Linked DNA regions of Mus musculus: region 1 is linked to region 2. A link is a contact called in public promoter capture Hi-C data. All regions are on one chromosome and are shown on one strand. The core of a region is the stretch at or near the end of the contact, and the rest is flanking DNA. Distances in the headings are between cores, read along the strand shown.

Region 1 (4,263 bases), core at 6-2,505, 190 kb before region 2:
AATTTTATGTAGATCTTGTGCAGGTAATTTTTTAGGCAAGAAATCTTTGAACTTCTTAATAAAGTCCTCTAAAGCACAGACAAACCATTTATGAAGTACCCCAGGCAATGGAACCGATGATTCAGGAACAACACATATACTACATTTATTATTCAAAAGTGTTCCATTATTGATTGAAGTCTAAGTCCTAACCAAGGAAATATCACACAACAAATACAATCACCCCCCCCCACACACACACACACACACACTTCTAACTTCAGGTGTTTGCAGACAAGTAATTCCAAGCCCCAGATCTGATCACCATATGAACTCTAACCAATCCTTCAAAGATTCCTTAAACTAAGAGAAGCACTTTAATAACAGGCAGATTCTGGAACTGGACACCTCAGATTTACATCTCAGTTTTGCCACATTCCAGGCTGCTTTCATTTGGGATGCTGTGTGTCTCAGCTTTTCCATCTATACAATGGGATTAAGAAGCGTCTGCCTCAAAGGATGTAAATAGGGCTGTAAGAAAGTGAGCTGCTGTTCTTTATAGGGACTCAACATAGAAGCACCCTTCAGTTTGTGAAGGCAGATCCTAAAACGGATCCTCTCTAGCAGGCAAACAACATGCATCTATTGGGCCATGAAATGTGGGAGACAGAAATGAACTTCTGAGTCCAGCCCCGTAATCATCCACACATAAGCGACTAGTAAGTAGTTTTGCCTCCACCTAATTTTTCTGGCTTCTTCCAGACTCCCACATTTAGGCCCTATACACAGGAACAAGGATAAAGCAGTTAACTAATTGCAGTGTGTTGCCAAGAGAAAAACCAAGCTATCATCTCAAATCGTGGTGGCTATTTAAGCATTTCCCTCCCTCAGCTCCCCTCCGAGCCCCAGTAGTGAGCTGGGAAAGACAGCATCATGAAAACTGGTCGGAGCATTCCTCCCACCCCCAACACACACACACACACATACACACACCACTCTCACGAGGGCTGAGTTCCCCAGGCCACTCACTGGGCAGTAGCGCAGGCCCAGGAGGGAGGCCACAGTCGGAGGTGCCTAGACTCCACAGCGGCAGGGACACAGCAAAGGGAGGACAGGTTTGCGGAGCGCCAGCCGTCAGTCAGCGTGACTCAGCGCTTTGTTGCGGGCCTCCAGAAGGCGGGAGTCTCTAGGTCTCAGGGGCCTTGGACCGGGGGACACACCCTTTATTTACCCTGGGTTTGGATTCTCTGACTCCGCCCCATGGCTCTCTGGATCTGCCTTTTGAAAGTCGGTCCAAAGAGTGATGCGCACCCCGGCCTCTTGGGGGCGCGCTGCCCGCCTCCCAGGAATGTATGGGACACTCAAGTGCTCTGCAGCCCCTTAGAATCTCTTGGAAAACCTGTCCTCACTCAAGTCATCTTGTCACCCAACGCTTCGTATGAGCAAGAATGTTTTCTAACCACTTGTCCCGTTTGGGGGAGTGACTCAGCCTCTCTATGCATTATCCCCAGTGAAATGAGCGTGGTAAAGCTGACAGGACCAAGACTGTAAGGCTGTAATGAGAATGAAATGAGCATGTCTCCGCATAGGTACTACACAGTTATCTCTCATAAATAAATACGCTTCTTGCTGTTTGCCAATGAGAATGGGGCAGAGGCAGAGCAGATGTAAGAACCAAAGAATCTCTGTTCCTGCTGAAAGAGAAGGCACACTCTAATAGGGAATCATAGAAGGGCTTGAGTTTTGTTGGGCTTCAAGAGCAGGCCTTAGAGAGTTAGCCTCAGGAGGTGAGGGTTTGTCCACAGCCAGGAAGCAATCTAGTTTTCCTAGGACTTTTAATCAGAAGACAGGCTACCATACGCAATGTTCTTTAGATACCCGGAAGTTCATTGTCTTTTCTTGGAAAAAGAGTGAAAGTGATGCCTCTTTAAAAAAAACAAAACAAAAACAAAACTACGAGCCTGGGAAACTGAAAAGGAATAAACAGTAAATGTCTTTTTACTTTCCAGCTCTGTGGGTCTTCCGTGGAGACTGCTCCCATTTGCTTTTGTAGCCAGAAACAGCCAGAGACAACGCCTGCTGAGTGTGGTGGCTGTGTTTTAATAAAAATTTGATTTTGGATAATGAAATTAGAATTCATAAGATTATGTTTTGAATTCGTACAATTCTCAGCTGTCATGAAAGTCTTCTTTTGACTTTATATTTCAGCTGGTTTTTGGGGGGCATGGTTCCCCATATCCCCGGCTGGTCTTACCTCCCTAGAGAGCCTAGGATAACCTTGAACTTCTGACTTTCCTTCCCACAGTTCCCAAGTGTTAGGGTTACAGTGAAGCATTCACCAGCGTGCCCAGTTTTACATGGTGCTGGAGACTGAACCCGGGGCTTTGTGTATTCTAGGCAAGCAATCTACCAACTGAGCTAGATCCCCAAGCTCTTCAACCTCAAGATGTGAAAAGGCATTCTTACCTTTCAGACTACAGATTTCTGCTGTAGAAGAATGGGGAAGTGGAAGAACAAAGACTTTTCCTTGGTGCTCAATTGGGCAGAACACACTAAAAATGGGAACAGTAGAGAGGAAAATATCATGGCCTTTGTACAAGGATGACATGCAAATTCATAAAGTTGCACTCTCCCCTCCCTGCCTCAATTCATGGCCACACTTGGGTGTATATAGTCTTTTCTTGAAATGGCTATCTGTCTTCCTTAATGCCGATACCCAAATCTATATTAAAACGCATTCACAATAAATTCTGTTTTTTAACTCTTTTCCCTGAGCTTTTCATATCAGTGGGGTTCAAACTGACTCTGCCTACCTTCAGCAATTCAAGACTAACAGATTATGCATGCAAACTTCAAACTGCTGTGGACTAATAAGGTATTGGTACTTCCCATCTGTAATTATTTCTGAAATAGTTTCCACATAAAACAGAAGTATGAACACCCTGGCTGGCACATTACAGACCATATAAATAAACTGTCTTGTATTTCCTCAACCAGTCCAACGTTCAACCAGGTGCTGGGGCTTGGACTGCAAGCTTTGCCTTCACACTCTTTCAACACAAAAGCCTGTGGATTCAGAGAGTTCAGCGCATCCAAACCTTCCCATTTTGAAGGCCTCTATCCATCTTCCCCAATCACCACCCACTCCTCCTGCCTTCAGATTCAGCACTGGCCAAACCATTTTTCAAGTGGCAGGCAAATAGAAAGCAAATGCCTGGAGCCCTCAGTGGCTTCTCACTGGCTTGGGAGAAAGTTCTTTGATGTCTTTGAACGTTCTCAGCCCCAGCCACTTGTGTGGCGGTGCGGAGGGATGAACACACATACACACCTGTCTCTTGTTAATTTCCTGTGCCTGTCTAGAACTTGCCTTACTTCACTTTCACTTCACTTTTTGGCTCTTGCTTTCTATGTCATGCTCTCTGGACAACCTGTGCTAATTGTTTCCTCAAGTCTAGGAGGACATTTGACCTGAAAATCACCTATATATTGTTTTCTAAGGCCATTGTTTATTGATTTTTTGGAAGATCCCCTTTTCCTACAATGGGCTGAACAGTAGCTTCTACCTCACAAGTTCGTTCTGAAATATGACTCCGACACTCCACTAAAATATGCTGGTTACTCCTTTTGCTCTTGGGTCTAGGTAGAGCTTGTGGCTGCCATGACCAAGTCAATGTGCCATTTCTGAGGGAATCTCTGAAATGACCTGGCAGGTGCCACACCCTGCTTCATGGAAACCAGCTGCTCTTTAACACAAACCACCTTGAAAATGGATCAGCCCCAGCTGTACCAGTCAAAGCCACATGGATACAACCTGAACACCCAACACTGTTCCTTCCAACTTCCTGATCCACAAAATTCTAAGCAAAGTCCAGTGTCTTTAAGCTTTTAGTTTATTTTTAAAAATAGGAAACAGAATAACAGTTTTCATGTCATAGGAGAAAAGAGGTAGATCTTCAAAATATTCCAGGTTAGTGACTAACTTTGCAGAAAGTACCTATGTCCATTTAATTGATTGCCAAGACAACCAACCAGCCATTAATCGAAACATACCATCATTACACTGGGATCTAGATGATAATGGTTACATCCTCCCACTGGCCATAGCAGATGCCTCCAAAGTGCAGATGTGCCGGTGAAAAGGCTCCTCTGTTACAAATAGCATTTAATGATAAAAGAACTTCAAAAAGAATGGCAATGTTCTTAGTGATATTTCAGCAAACACCTTTTTGGATATTTCTCTGGAATTCTAAATGTGCTCCACCTCTGCATTCAGAGAAGGTGATG
Region 2 (4,125 bases), core at 1,206-3,705:
TAGTCTTGGCTGTTCTGGAGCTCACTTTGTAGACCAGGTTGGCCTCGAACTGAGAGATCCACCTTGGGCCTTTGTTTTAAACTGCCTGTCATTAGTCTCTGGTCAGGAGGATGAGGAAGAAGCCAGCCATCTTGGAAACTCACCATCTATTGCCTAGTCATAGCCCCAAACTCTTACCTGTTTGCCTGTCAGGGAGTCTGATTAGCTCTTTGTCCCCAGCAAGGAATCACAAGTTTCCCTCAGGACAAGTGTTTGGAAGTATGCTTTATGAAACCCATATCTTGATCGGCTTTTATGAATACTCTAAAACCTTAAAATAAGTTTCATTTCTTCTGTTCTGTAGCCCTTTTAGAAACGTAGAGCCGCATCTACTTCCCACCTTCAAGTACTGTTTTGAATCTGATGATTTGCAATTGGATGCCTATTTATTCGCCTCATTTATCCCCATGTCCAAATCTTTAAAATACTTCTCTTGTAGAATGTTGTGTACATTTTAGTAGGCTGCTTCGAGTCATTTCTGAAAGATGAAGGATAAATAATGCTATCAAATTCAAAACAGTCATGTTTATAGGGTGAGGCAGAAACTAACAAACCAACAAACAAAAAACATGGATGGCATTTTGAGAAATAAATGAGGGGTCTCAGGGCCAGGGTGAACTTAATAAAAATGCTTTGTTAAAACCTATTCTTTAAAACTGGAGGTGAGGGGCTGGTGAGATGGCTCAGGGGGTAAGAGCACATGACTGCTCTTCCAAAGGTCCGAAGTTCAAATCCCAGCAACCACATGGTGGCTCACAACCACCCGTAACATAAATCTTAAAAAAAATATTTAGAGTTATAAAAAAAAAACTGGAGGTGGGGGCAGACACCTGTAGTTCTAGCACTTGGACTGCAGAGGCAGGTGAATAGCTGAATTTGAAGCCTGGCTACACAGAGAAACCCTGTCTCAAAACACACACACACACACACACACACACCAAAAACCTGTTCTTTACTCTGTGCTCGTCTAAGGTCAGGATTGTTACCCTGTGCATACACACACTGTCTTCAAGCCACACAAGGGTGGAAAGTGGAGGAGAGGGAAACTCATATTTTAAAGTGATCACAAAATCGTGACTGCTGACACATGGAACTAATCTTTGTGTGATGGAGGGGAAACTTGTAACCCTCCACACAAATGAAAAGGCGATATTGTCAGTGAATATTTGTTGAGAATTTGATTGTGTGAGGGCTGTAGTAACTACTATGGAAATGGCCAGTGGTTTCATGCTCCCAGCTACTCCTGCCGATTGGATCAACACACCAGCTCTTACCAAGCACTGGTTCCACCTATCCAGTCTCTTATCACATCTTTTTTTATTTATTTATCTTGTCCTTGAAGCAAAGAACTTCAAGATTCTTTCAGGCTTCTTGTACTTTCAGAATATAGTCACAGATTTTGAATGTAGGAACAAAGAGCGAATGGAACGGTTTTTTTCCTCCCTGTGTGCCCATTCAGAGTTTTTTGGGTTAGCATTGTCTCTGTGGGAGCCAAATTATAAGAGTAATGTCGGAGTATGGGGTAGGGGTGGAGGGCTTCAAAGCAGAGATGAAAGTGTGGTGCAGTCTAGAGAGCTTCATAGTATGAGGGAGAGCTGGTGCCTAGAAAAAGTCATAAGAACTAGAAGGGCAGTGTGCTTCCTCCACGTACCTGTCTAAAATTTAAAGCCTGCTGAGTGAGAGGCTGGAAGAAACACTGGGTTGGCTCCCCAGGTCTCATTAAAAGGGCACGAAAAAGCCGGGCATGGTGGCGCACACCTTTAATCCCAGCACTTGGGAGGCAGAGGCAGGCAGATTTCTGAGTTCGAGGCCCAGCCTGGTCTACAAAGTGAGTTCCAGGATAGCCAGGGCTACACAGAGAGACCCTGTCTCGAAAAACCAAAAAAAAAAAAAAAAAAAAAAAAAAGGCACGAAAAGGAATTGCGAGGTTTCAGTTCCACCACTGAACCCCACCACTGGGCAAGCAGTTTTGTTTCCCATCGGTTTCTGCTCATAAATTACCACTGGCAGAAACACGAAAAAATAAAAGTGTCATTACTTTACTTTTTATTTATTTATTTATTTAGCATCTAGAATTTGGACTGTTTTCAAGAGGGACTTTGGGGTATCCTTTTTCAAGAGAGACACTCGATCTGGCGAGAGAGGGGCGGCCAAGGTGAAGGCCACGGTAGGTGATTAGGGAACCTCTGAGGTGTCTTAGACTTAAAGCAGTAAAATATGCTTGCAGGGGAAAAGAGGTCTCTTTGAGAGGCGGGCTCATAGCTTGCTCTCAAGCCAAGCTCTGATAGGCCAATAAGAAAGTCTAACGAAAGAGGGGACGTGACGTGACGTGACCCAGCCAGGCTTCGGCACCATGGTAACGGCATCACCCATAAGAAGGAGCTAGTGGTACAGCCCGGAGGAAAAGGCGTGGTCTAAGCGACGGATGGAGGCGGGCTGGTGACATGGGCGGAGCGCGAAAATCGGCCTGTGGTCTTAGGCGCAAGGGTGATCGCATGCCGCTGTTCGAGATCAAAGGCCTGGGCAAGTCACTTGTGGCTGTTCTCAGGGTCTCCTCAGCGGTCTCCCTGTAGAGCTGCGGTCGAAAGCCGGAGCCGGAGCCGGAGCGAGCCAGAGCCGGATTGAGCCGGAACCGGAGCTACCGGAGGGCGGGACTTCCGGTTTCTGGGCCCAAGACAGAGGGCGGGTCAGGAGTCAAGGTCTCGCGAGGCTGCGGCGTGAGGTAAGGGGGCGTAAGCAAGCTCCTCATAGGCTGGCAGCCTCGTGCCGGGAGCCCGCGCGGAGGTTGAATTCGGTAAGGATGGGCGACTGTGTGTGACCGCGGCCGCGGGGTCGCAGGGCCTGTCTGTGGGGACAAGGACTACCCCTTTGGCCTTTACACGCACTGTCTTGAGGTACCTTGGTCCGGGGAGACCCGAAAGATGTAGGTCCGAGAGTATAACGGAGGGGCTACTCGAGCTTCCCCCAGGAACCGGCTTCCCAGGGCGCTCTCGTCAGTACAGGGTCACTAACTAACCCCTGGGGATTGGATCCGGTTTGGAGATGGGGCGACTGCATTTCTAGACACCGAGGCTGAAGACGCTGGAACTCATCCGGATTGGGGGGGGGGGGGACGGATAACGCCACCCTCCAGGGTGGGCATTGGTAGCACAGTAGTGTCGGGAACACAAGTCTGACCCGTCTCCACTTCTCAAGTTCTTAACATCTTTTTTTTTTTTTTCTTTTGTGCCCTACTCCAGATCGAGAGACCAGGAACTTCAAAATAGTGCCTGGGATCCGGATGACAGCAGGCATTAAGGGCTGGCTACTGGACTGAAGCTGCTGGAAACTTGTAAGTATAACTCCACCTCGTTTGTCTTTTCCTGAAAAAGCTTGAGAAATAATTTGAATGTGTACACCTTAGTTTGAATAATCTCTTCTGAAAACCACGGTTGCTTTTTCTCCTGCTTTCTGGACTGTAAGTCTGCCAATCTCCCCTTTGCTATCCAAAAGTTTGGTTGGCATGTGTGTGCCCGAAGAACTGTGAGCATGACTAGTATGCACAACAAAGCTTTTCTTTTTGAAACTTTAAGCATGCTGAAGTTATGCAGAAACGGAGAGAGAGTTGCAACCAGTGTCAACTATCTCAGAGTCTAGTGTGGCCTGTTTGAGGTCGTCTTTTTTTGATAAGGCAGGTCTCTATACTTCTGTTTATTTCTGTGGATCTCAACCTGTCCAGAGGTTAGATTTTTAACATTTTCAAGCAGTTCAGGGTTAATTCTAGCTGGATGGTGTGTAAGTGTGTGCCTTGCTGTGAACATGGAAAATGGAGTGAATTAGAAGATGGTTTTTCTCACATCCCTCTCTAGTCCTTTCCTGTAAGTTATGTCTGTTGAGGTCTCCTGCCGTAACATAGCTGTAGACATTTTGTTCCATGCCTGCCAGCTATTTCATATTGTTGCAGTAATATGGGTACCAGTCATTAACACAGAAAAATAACTTGACTCAAAGCAGGGTCATGCTGACCACATACCTTGTTATGTTCCGAGGTTATGACGTTTGTTAATCTTAAGAAATTCCACAACTATAAGCTTCACCAGTAGGACC

The links. Promoter capture Hi-C pulls out the DNA fragments that hold promoters and counts their contacts.
Region 1: a promoter capture Hi-C map of erythroid cells shows a contact between it and region 2, with 7 times the contacts expected there. The contact joins the promoter of Pir here to the promoter of Siah1b in region 2. A contact is called at or near these places in 3 of 39 promoter capture datasets (erythroid cells and liver), 7 of 484 Hi-C or Micro-C datasets (embryonic stem cells, nephron progenitors, reprogramming fibroblasts and 2 more), 1 of 115 datasets of contacts at active chromatin or transcription factors (trophoblast stem cells) and 3 of 9 other capture datasets (adipose tissue, liver and pancreatic islet).

Annotation. Positions count from the first base shown.
Region 1 is chrX:164,266,423-164,270,685 of GRCm38.p6, reverse strand. It overlaps Pir (pirin), which reads right to left and starts at 1,255. Exons shown (of 10, transcript NM_027153.3): 1 at 1,009-1,255.
Region 2 is chrX:164,074,823-164,078,947 of GRCm38.p6, reverse strand. Siah1b (siah E3 ubiquitin protein ligase 1B) reads left to right here and starts at 2,455. Exons shown (of 4, transcript NM_001308385.1): 1 at 2,455-2,761; 2 at 3,279-3,370.